Linked DNA regions of Xenopus laevis: region 2 is linked to region 1. Evidence: chromatin contacts called from public Hi-C data. All regions are on one chromosome and are shown on one strand. Each heading gives the region's core, a stretch centred on a gene start, on an enhancer-like site or on the middle of the called end of the contact. The rest is flanking DNA. Distances are from core to core; before and after follow the strand shown. Region 1 holds the start of slc43a2.S (solute carrier family 43 (amino acid system L transporter), member 2 S homeolog). Region 2 overlaps slc43a2.S (solute carrier family 43 (amino acid system L transporter), member 2 S homeolog).

Region 1 (5,515 bases), core at 1,450-3,949:
TGGCATTGCCATATAGTAATAGTCTGTACAAGTAAAAATTGTGTCTTTTAAACACGTCAAATCTTCTATCGATGTGTGTTTACTATGCGCTCTTATTGTTCTGTTGTCGTAACAACAACAACCCCCACTCATATACATTTCCGGGTGTTACTGCGTCTTTAAGATAAACCTTATACTGCGTCAGTTTTTGAGGCGCTGATGTTACGGGTTAACCATTCCAGAAAATACACTGAGTATCTTTATAATCATATGTCATTCTTTTATTAATCAAATGAAGCTGCTTCTGCTGTAAACCTTCCGAACACGAAAAACAAACAGAAAAATCAATACATTGACAGCCTGCAGATTGTTTTCAACCAAGCAGGCAATAAGCGCGTTCCTAGAGTAAAGGCCCCGCCTCTAGTCTCTAATTGGTCGTAGCATGTCCCGGTACTCGCGCTCTATTGGCTAAAGTATCAGTCTGAGGGAGCGATGAAATCAGATGTCAGGAGAAAGCCGGTTTGAACCAGCAGGCGCGAGGATGCGACTCTTGTAGCTCATAAGCGCGTGAAGGTGCCGGAAGAAGCGCGAGCCCAGCGGGCGGAGGAGGAGGGAGATGGGACAGGGCAGTGCGAGGGCTGGGGGTGGGTTGTGAGGGCTGAATAGTTACCGGAGCCGTCACAGAGGCTGAATGTATGCAGCGGTCATGTAGTTGCCCACCGGCACAAACTCACCTGAGGCTGCTGTCAGGGAGAGACGGAGGAGCAATGGTCGGAAGTGGGGAGCAACTATCAGGCAATGGCGACGTGGGCCGGGGGATATGACATGTGCCCGCGCAAAGGGAACAAATACGTCGCTTAGAAGTGCACCTAGCGCTACCCACAGCTCAGTGCTAATGTCAGGCCAGCTAGCGCTCCCCGGCGCAATAGCAAGGCGCTAACAGTGGACTTAGCTGCTACATACAACTGCTCTGCCTGTACTACAGCTCCACTTCAATAATAAGCATCCCAGTGTCACAATACATGATATACGGACCGGCATCATCCACATCAGCCGCCAGGGAGGAGTCGTAGCTCAAGCAATGGGGCATTTTCCGCTTATTGCGCTTTTCTATAAAGACCCTGTATCTCAACACTATGGCACCAGCCCAAATAAAAGTGTCTTATCATATCACAATACTTAGTAATCCTGCCAATGTAATAAACCCACAACTCTACTGGCAGCTGTCCCCATCACTAACACCGGCATGAAATATAACTGCCCCCATCACTAACACCGGCATGAAATATAACTGCCCCCTTCACTAACACCGGTATGAAATATAACTGCCCCCATCACTAACACCGGCATGAAATATAAATGCCCCCATCACTAACACCGGCATGAAATATAACTGCCCCCTTCACTAACACCGGCATGAAATATAACTGCCCCCAGGGCCGGCCTTAGGCCAATTGGGCCCCGCACCTCTGGGGGCCCCGCACTGCCCCTTTCCTTTCTATTTTGTGCCTGTATGCCCTTATTTTCCTAAATACTTGCTGTGTCAGTAGCCAGCAACACTTTGTCTAGGGGCCCCGCCAACATGGTCCCAATTGGGCCCCACATTTGATAGGACCAGCCCTGACTGCCCCCTTCACTAACACCGGTATGAAATATAACTGCCCCCATCACTAACACCGGCATAAAATATAACTGCCCCCTTCACTAACACGGCATGAATTGTCACAAAAGCCACCAGTGTCGGACTGAAATGCCAGGGGCCCACAAGACCGTGGGGCCACTTTCCGAACTATTATTCCTCCTCTACTTTATTATCCTAGTCTTTTATATCAACATTCTATACTCTTTTCTTCCATTATTAAGCCTCTTTTTTCCCATAAAAAATATAGGGAATGACAATGATATAGTCTAAATGGTTAGAAGCAAGATGGCCCAGTGACACCTGGGCCCACCGTGAGTTTTCCTGGTATCCCTGTGGGCCAGTTTGACACTGACTGCCCCCATCACTAACACGGCATGAAATATCACAACTGCCCCCATCACTAACACGGGTATGAAATATAACTGCCTCCATCACTAACACCGGCATGAAATATAACTGCCTCCATCACTAACACATGAGCCATCACACCTATTGGCACTGAAATCCCCATCTATGGTGAAAGTGTAGCCCAGAAAATGTTCCCCCAGTGTGACACACTTGCTCCCAAAGGCCATTGTCATGAAACACAACAGCTCTTTTCTGTACAGTAAAGCATTACACTGGCAGCTGTTAAACTACAAATCCCAGACTCCCCTGGAAGACAAAGACCATCTGTGTACAGCTGAGAGAGCGGAACAAGTTGGGCATCACTATTAGTGGCCAGTACAAGTATGAAGGTGACTGTAGTAGTTCTGCTAGAATTATAGAAGCGACTTGCTGGGGGCTGTAGTGGAACAGCTGTTGTGTGTCAGTACAAAGGAGACTCTTTTGTCTCGGACACTTCCCCCATCTGATTCACACTGACCATTACTAGGGGCTCTGCCTGTCCCTCCTCAATACACTGATCTTCATACCTTACTGCCCTTATTATTTACCTGATGACAAGTCCCCACACTGATGCTTCTAGTTTGACTTCTTGCTGACTGGGTCGGTCCGGGTCCCAGGGAGGCTGCCTGATGTTGACTTTCTCTTGGCACGGGTCAGTCCCGGTGCCGCAGCCTCTTCTTCCTCACGGGCCCGTCCAACTTGCTTTCTCATGTCTTTATCCAGGTCCTTTTTATTGTGGGGCAGCGCTGAAAAACATTGCCGCTCTCTGATTGGCCGCGATGGGGATAGAGACAGAATTGAACCAATTGGGTAACGAGTTGACAGAGATGGGGAAATCGACGGATAACAGTGATTAATAAAACCGTGTGAGTAGCTTTCCTTCTTTCAGATCTTAGTGCGCGCTGCGCTGGTGAGGAGCCCTCAAACTGCCGGCTGCTATAAACCTGTGGGTTCAGGATTGTGGGGATATTATATCGAGCGAGGAATAAAGATGGCAAGGCTTTGCGCCGTTTACACTGAGAGGAAACAAAACACCACACAAAGAAATAAATGACTCGTTAGCCAGCCAGTAGCTACGCACTATGGGGTAGATTTATGAAAGAGTGACGTTAGAGATCTCCACAGTCCTCAGAGTGAAATTGTCTCTATGGGATTTTTAACTGCGTATTTATCAAAGGGTCATAGTAATAGTTCACCCTTTGATAAATAAGCCTTTAAAAACCCCATAGAAATGAATGGAGTGAGGCGGTATTTCTCTCTGCGGACTCTTACGTCACTCTTTGATAAATATATCTCTGTATATTGCCTGCTGCAGTCTTACCGGCGCAACAATAAACCTCAGCACGCTGCTGATTCTGTATAAAATGTCTGTGAATTAACTATTTTGCGCGCCCTGTAGCAGTGTCGTACTGGCCCGGCGGGACACCGGGAAAAAACCCGGTGTGCCCCGACCCTAAATGAGCCAGTCCCCTCTCCCAATCGGATTCGGGGAAAAAAAGTTTTTTTATGCGCAGCGCCATCTGTGCATGTGTGTGGCACCAACTGATTTAGGAGCGGCACCTTCACTCAGGTGCGCCAAGCGGCGTCTGTATCAATGCGCGCTTGCGCATCATAGTAAGGGGGCGGGGGGTCGGCAGGGGTTCGGAGGGGGCCCTGGACATAAGTCCCGGTGAGCCCTGGGCCCCCCAGTCCGACCCTGCCCTTTAGTGTCATTGTCACACTTTGCTGTTTTGGATTGTTTTATAGCTGAAGACAGCCATTGTATTTGTGCAGAAATGGCACCCTGCAACTGCCACAATCTAGAGTCCTGCGCGGAACCAATTTCTAAGATTCGAACCCACAGCCCACGACCCGAACTGCAACCCACATATTTTCCCATTTAATCCGCTACCCGATCCGGACCCGCAACTGCCATATCCGCAAACCCGACCCGCCGACCATCATCAAACAGGAAGTGGTGGTGCTGCAAAAGTGGGCGGGGACAGAAACACGTTTTGTAAAATGAAGACAATATTACATAAAATAAGAAATTTAGATCAGACCCACGGCTATACCCGCACCTGAATATCTTCCCCTGCTTTTTTTGCAGGTAACCCGCAGGTACCCAACCCGCTGCAGGACTCTACCACAATCCCTTGTTTCTCCCCAATCGTGGGTCACAGCAACATTTCAGCTCTTCTCTCAAATTGTGGACAGAATTATGTATAATCTGCAGGGCTGGATTTACAAAGTGGGCTCCCCTAGGCCCGCTGTCGTTCGTTCAGCGGCGATTCCGGTGAAGAAGCCGCCTGAGGCAGCTCCTCAAAATGCTGTCCCCCTTTGCCGGCTTACCCATCTGCAGGGGAGGCATTCCGAGGCAGGAACACTGCACAGCAACTGCGCTCTCCCGCACTAGTAAAGCCGAATTTCCGGTTTCAAAACCGGAAATTCGGCTCTTAAAAGTACAGTAGCGGCTTTTTGCCGCCCCTGGAAATGTACCTGGCGCTGCTGCCTGAGGCGAGCACCTCAGGCTGCCTTATTGCCCGAGCGCCCCTGCGTTCATTGCCTTCATCGCCTCCCTTTTATTCGCTCAAATTTTCATAACATTTTTCATTATTGGGACTGGGGCAATAGGGATTGGTTCATGGGAAATTTAAAAAAATTATCGTATCTCCTAGTGTTTCTGAAACACCCTTACTTGATTAGCCGGGCCCCCCAACTTTCTGAGAACTGCTGACTTCAGAAAGGCATGGACGTTTAATGGGCCCTGCCTACCAATTTTCTCATAATGTGGGGTCCTAGCCACCAATATTTTTTAATAGGGGGCCCTGGCCACAACTGTTTTTTTATGGGGGGCCCTGAACACCAATATCTTTTTATTAACATGTGGGAACCCTAGCCACCAATATTTTTTTACTGTGTGGTGGTGGGGGGCGGACCTGTGGGGTGGGGAGGGCGGAACTGTAGGTGGGGCTTGCGGTGGGTGCAGCCCAGGGGGCCCAGGAAATTTTTTCATATGGGGCCCTGTGATTTCTGATGGCGGTCCTGCTCAGAGCCCACTGAGCATGTGAGTGTCGCAGACACTTTCCAAGATGGTGACCCCCCTGTGACTAAGTCCTGGATCATTGCTGCTATTGAGATGCAGAAACTTTAGGCTGGAGCAATAAGTTCAGTATTTAAAATATGGAATTTGTAGTCATATTCATTTTTAGGGTTTAGTTTTCCTTTAATAATGCAATACAACAAAATACATTAACTGACAGGTGTCTGCTTGGCAAAAATAAGCCATACCTTTTTTCCCCATGTTTACATTTACAGATGAATGTCTTATGAAATTGTATCTGTGTATCTATCTACTTATTGTATTAGCCAAGATTTTTATTAGCCTTATAAAGGATAAGGAAAGCAAATGAACAGGGGGTGCCAATTTGTTAGGGAATTCCCAAGTGAATATAATCTCTAACCATGTCTGGGACCTTTACTCATGTGCAGTATTGCAACATTATTATTCAGTGCATGCATAGTCAT
Region 2 (5,515 bases), core at 1,361-3,860, 34 kb before region 1:
CTTCAGAAACACTACTATTGTTTATATAAATAAGCTGCTGTGTAGCAATGGGGGCAGCTATTCAAAGTAGAAAAGGCTCAAGTTACAAAGCAGATGGCAGATAAGCTCTGTAGAACATAATGGTGTTATCCGTTATCCACTATTTAACCTGTGCCATATAGACTTTTTTCAATTTCCGCCATTGCTACACAGCAGCTTGTTTATATGAACAATAGTAGTGTTTCTGAAGCAAACAGATCAGTTTTACCAGTGCAGGGCATCACTACATGATATTTTCATTACTTTAAAACACTATCACCTAGCAATTCAAGCAAACAAGTTGCTACAACAATCATATATCCACAAGTAAGCCAAATCTATATAACCTGCTAATCACACACTTGCAACAAACTTGGGTGAAATGTTTCTAAACACACTTCCCCATGTAGTTACCATTCCTCAGCTGAGCAGTCAGCGAAACGCGTAGGGCAACATACGTGGACGGTGGTGAGAGTAGCTCCCACTGATTCCCCACGTAGTTAGGCAGGTTTTGCGCGTATGGGAACGTTAGAAGGGAGGGAACAGGTATCGCTTGTTACTGACTTCAACATTACTAGCAACCGTGTACGGGAATTAATTAATATATAATACACAAAAGCCATGAATATCTTGTAAATTATATCCTTATAAACGGTGAGTTCTGATGTCATCAGTTATAAACGGTGAGTTCTGATGTCATTTCTGTCACATGACTCACTGAAATTTGTGTATTATAATAAATAAAGTACCCCCAGTTGCAGAATATGAGGATATTAGAAGTTACCTCGGAGTTCCATGACCTGTATAAAAACACTCGGCCTTCGGCCTCGTGTTTTTATATGGTCATGAAACTCCTCGGTAACTTATAATATCCTTATATTTTACAAGAGGGGGTACTTTATTCACTATATATTACTATTTAATAGAGCTTCCACCAATCCACCATATGCGGTTATTAATTATTTGTATTTTTAAGGACAAGGTCCTGCACTGCTCTGAATTTAAAGAGCAGTGAGTCTCTGTGTTTATGGGCAACATGCTTTATTGCAACTTTAATTAAAGGTTACTTTTAGCAACATTGTAACAATCATTATCTGAACTGGTTTGCTGGTAACTACATGGGGAAATGTGTCTAGATACATTTCACCCAAGTTTGTTGCAAGTGTGTGATTAGTACTTTAAAACAGTGTAATTTTGTTGGTGTTACTGTTCCTATAAGTCCCTTTTTGCAGATATACATAATTGGCTTAAGAGCGAGGGGCACATAAATACATAAAGATATAAAACAAGATCTAAACTATGCACAGGCTAATACAAATAATATTAATGCAACAGGATGTTGTGTTTGCTCCTGATAAACATAAAGCTACACAATGAAAATCTTGCTAATAAAACACTGTGAGTGATACTGCTTAAAGGAGAAACAAACCCTTAATATAAAGAACCCTCCCCCCCCGTGCAGATTCTGTCCAACAGAGTTCACGGGCGCCATCTTCTTTTCTTCGGTAATCTTAGGAATGAGGCTGGCATGGCAGCTCATGCGCAGTTGGAGCAAGTTTCTGTTTCCCGACAACAATGCATGTGCCGAAACTCACGAAAATTGCCGAAGCGCCGGTCTCATTCTGAAGATTACCGAAGCAGCTGAAGATGGTGCCCATGAATTCCGCTGGACATTATCTGCATGGAGGGCTAAGTAAAGAGTTAGGGGCATTTGCCGGTGGCTAAACCCGAACAATATGGTGAATGGCAGATAGCAATGAGGGTGGATCAGTGATCTTGGGGTGGGCATGATGGCAGTTTTTAACAGACAGCCCTTTGACAAATGGAGATGTCCAGTTGAAACCCACACAGCTGGAAACCCTACCTCTATCTATTCTGCCCGATCAGTAAGCCCAATCCTTTAACTACAGGTATGGGATCTATTATACAGAAATCAGTTATCCAGAAAGCTCTGAAATACAGCACTGCTCATTTAGAAAAACTATTTCTTATTTTTGATTGACTTGCTAACTTCTGTTTCTTTAATAACAATAAATTAACTGCACTTGATAATAACTAAGGCATGTCAAGGTGAGTAAAAAGCGAGTTAGGAGGAATCCACCTCATCTTTCAGGTATGTGTGAATAAGCGTAGAGAATATACCATAAAAGTATAGCATAGTATGCAACAGTGACTCATGAAAGCAAGGCTACTGAGCAGGTATTATGTGATCCAGCAGCCATAGAGGAAGAAAAAGCGGGAAAAATACACCATACACTGTAATGATATATATAACATATCATTAACAATCAGATAAAGGCCAAATGTAGTAACACCGACGGAGATTTAAAATAGGCCCTGACATTTCAGGTACACAGAGGCCCAGACAGCCCCCACAGACCCAATAAATAATGTCTGTCTGTGGCATCTTCCAGCAACCTCTGTTGCATTTGGCAGAATTTACAGATTGCCAGTCCAGGCCTGGATATGCATTCAATCTGTCACATAACAACCAAGGCTAAAAAAAACCCATTTCTGAGCCCATTTTCTCAGTGACATATTTCAGGTACAGGGTTTGCCTCCCCCGCAAGCATGTGCGTTTGTGAAAGTGGTTTCCCGGCTCTACACCGCCCCCACACTTATAGTAATCAGTGAACTGAAGTCTCATAACGACTCTCTGCTCGCTAGTTCAGTGCTCTCGATGAAGCAGGTTCAGACTGGATTATACTGAATGAACTTCTGCCACAAAGCATTTTGCAATGCAGGATGTTGGTAACTGAGGTGATCAGCATGTGAAATCTTTTTTTCTACCTTGCTAAAAATAATTTCCACGTTTGGGGGCAGTGCAGAGTCAAATGATTCTTTGTGAAAAGATCTGCATAAACAAGTCATTCCATTCTGAGGCATGTGTTCATTTCAAGGCACTTGAATCAATTATACGACTGACAAGCTGCAATCTTAGTGAAAATGTCAATGTGTTTTTTTCACATTCCTCAATTATTAGGCTCTGTTAAAAATGCAAAAACATAGACTTTTTTTTTGCCATAGAAAAGCGGTTTAGGATTCTGAAATTCCTGCATCTGTGACCATGGATTTGTCCTGTCATGACAGGCATAGGAGCAGGGTCGCCCAAAAGGTAGATTGGGATGTACCAGTAGACCTTTAAGGCCCCCATAGATGCAAAGATTTTTCTTTGAACAACCGATTTTAGTGAAATCCAACCAAATTATCCTAACCCTAACAAAGTATCGTGAGGTTAGGGTTAGTTCACACAAAGAGATTTGGCGAGATTTTGTGCATTAAAGCACACGCGGCACTGCGTTTTCCGAAGTTTCCTCAGTGAGGCAACTTCGGGTGACTACAGAAAATGAAGCACCGTGTGTGCTTTAGCGCAGGCGACTCTTCATTATAACCTATGGGAAGACACGCTGAGGCAGTTCGGGGACATTGTCGCACAGAAGAAGAGGCGATTAGTCGCCAAGCGACAAAGTCTCCCCGAATCTCCTCGTGTGAACTAACCCTTAGTGGGAATGGAACGATCATGCATCTAATGCTTTTTTGTTCGACATCAGTCAGAAAATTGAGCGGGCAGGTTAGAAAATTTTCATCGGTCACAGTGAAATCTATCTATTGTCCAATTGTTTGCAGGGCTTCAACTAGACAACAAAGCTTGAATGGTCTTTTTAGTTGATGGACATCGTACATTTAGATGATCGTTTCAAGATAAACTTGGTCTAACGATAAAAATCTGTACATCTATGGCCAGCTTAAGCTGGTGATCAGTAGATCTCAAGACTCTGTCAACAAACAGCTTGTCTAAATAACCCCACTGATTCATGATTTCATTCAGATATTTATTATATTAAAGAGATACTGACACCAGAAATTAAACTCTTTTTTTACATCTATCATAATATTGGCTTTGAAAGCTACTTATAACTATTTGCACAATGCTTTTTACATTATCTGTCTGATTTCCCATGTTCCTGTATGAGGGGGCTGCCATATTTGTGCAGCAGGAGCCCATTAGCATTAGAAATTTTAACTGACAGGCTGAGATGGGACAGCCAGGTTGGCAAAACAGTCAGGTTTAGGAACTTTCTCATAAATCAATATTTAAGTATTATTTTCCAATGTTTTGGATGTAGATCATAATGGGACAACATCACTAAAAGTAGACCTTGCATTAGTAAAGTATGGGCATTTCTGCATTAGAGGCTCTGCATCTAAAGTGCAATGCAGCCGTAGCAGCTGTAAATATGTAGGGAAAGCTTAGTAAGCTTTGACAAGAGAGCCAATCAGAAGGGTCAATATTGAGTAACTATAACCAAAAACGCAACATTTATTTAAAATCAGACACTAGAAATGATCACATATCACAGCATTATGAGGAAGGACTCACCACTGTCCATATCTCCATCCACTAGAAACTCCAGGATATTGTTCATGGCTCCCATGTAGAAGATGAGACGGAGCTGGGTAACACACATAGTGATGAGACTGAGCAAAAGGATTGGACTGAACACACTCTTCATAAAAGGTGGAGTTGCTATAAGGAGAAAAACAGAAATTGACTTAATTTGGTAACTTGAATACAAGATGGTTTGACCAGACTAAGGGCTGAACTCCACGGGCGTCTTTCGTTGGTTCGTGTCGGAACGACATAACACAGGTGACAAGTTGGATGTAGTCACAGGCATCCAAATATAATGGGAGTGAATGAAAAGTCGCAGATAAAATCTGCATTCTATCCAACATGACTCAACTGTCGGATATGGATACAGAAAGCTACATTTTCATTCATGTATAGTTTTTACCTGCACTTTTCATTCACTCCCATTATATTTGGATGCCGACTGGTTCATCTAAAAAAACAATCTCTCTCCTCTAATAGTTATGGGCGGGAGAGGACTAAGTCCTCAGACTGAAACCAATGCTCAGACCAGGAGACACTTATCTCAAGAAATGCTATCATGCATGGAGGTACCAGACCTTGAAAACTATTACCAGAGATAGATAGTTAGGAACCACCATATGGGGTTAACCTTGATGTAGCATGGCGCTTTAACAATTATATGATCATAATTTTGTAACTAAAACCAATTGATTTTGTAAATCCATGCACTTGCATAGATACTAGATTAATTATGAAACAGGGCACCAGGGAATCCCCTCTTCTCTCCATGCTTGTAGGCCCCTTTTTGCTCACAAAATCCCTCCTTCCAACATAATCCTTTCTTCCTAATTAATTTGAGTTACCATGGTACAACTACATATTAGTTCTGGATTTCATATATTTATATGCCATCTTATTTGTTCCATTTACAATTAAATCATCCATAGAAACAGAAACACAGGTCTTACAGAATTTAAATCAACCTATCGCATGTCTTGTGAATTCCACAGGTACTGATGTGAGCAATGTCTTTATAATCTCTGTAACGCACTGTGCAATATGTCAGAGCTATAAAGGGTAATGATAATAATAATTTGAGTGCTAAGGGTATCAATGCTGGCA

What was found. Hi-C and Micro-C count contacts between places; a contact is called where the count stands out from the background.
Region 2: a Hi-C map of the XTC cell line shows a contact between it and region 1, with 1.9 times the contacts expected there. The contact joins the enhancer-like site here to the promoter of slc43a2.S in region 1. A contact is called at or near these places in 2 of 4 Hi-C or Micro-C datasets (the XL177 cell line and the XTC cell line).

Annotation. Positions count from the first base shown.
Region 1 is chr2S:36,246,933-36,252,447 of Xenopus_laevis_v10.1, reverse strand. slc43a2.S (solute carrier family 43 (amino acid system L transporter), member 2 S homeolog) reads right to left here and starts at 2,699. Exons shown (of 14, transcript NM_001097830.1): 1 at 2,557-2,699.
Region 2 is chr2S:36,280,951-36,286,465 of Xenopus_laevis_v10.1, reverse strand. It overlaps slc43a2.S (solute carrier family 43 (amino acid system L transporter), member 2 S homeolog), which reads right to left. Exons shown (of 14, transcript NM_001097830.1): 9 at 4,400-4,546. Among protein-coding and RNA genes, the nearest start is that of slc43a2.S, 34 kb to the right of the region's middle. Within about 2 kb of position 2,610, at least 1 of the 7 cell types and tissues checked has an H3K27ac peak or open chromatin away from gene starts, as enhancers often do.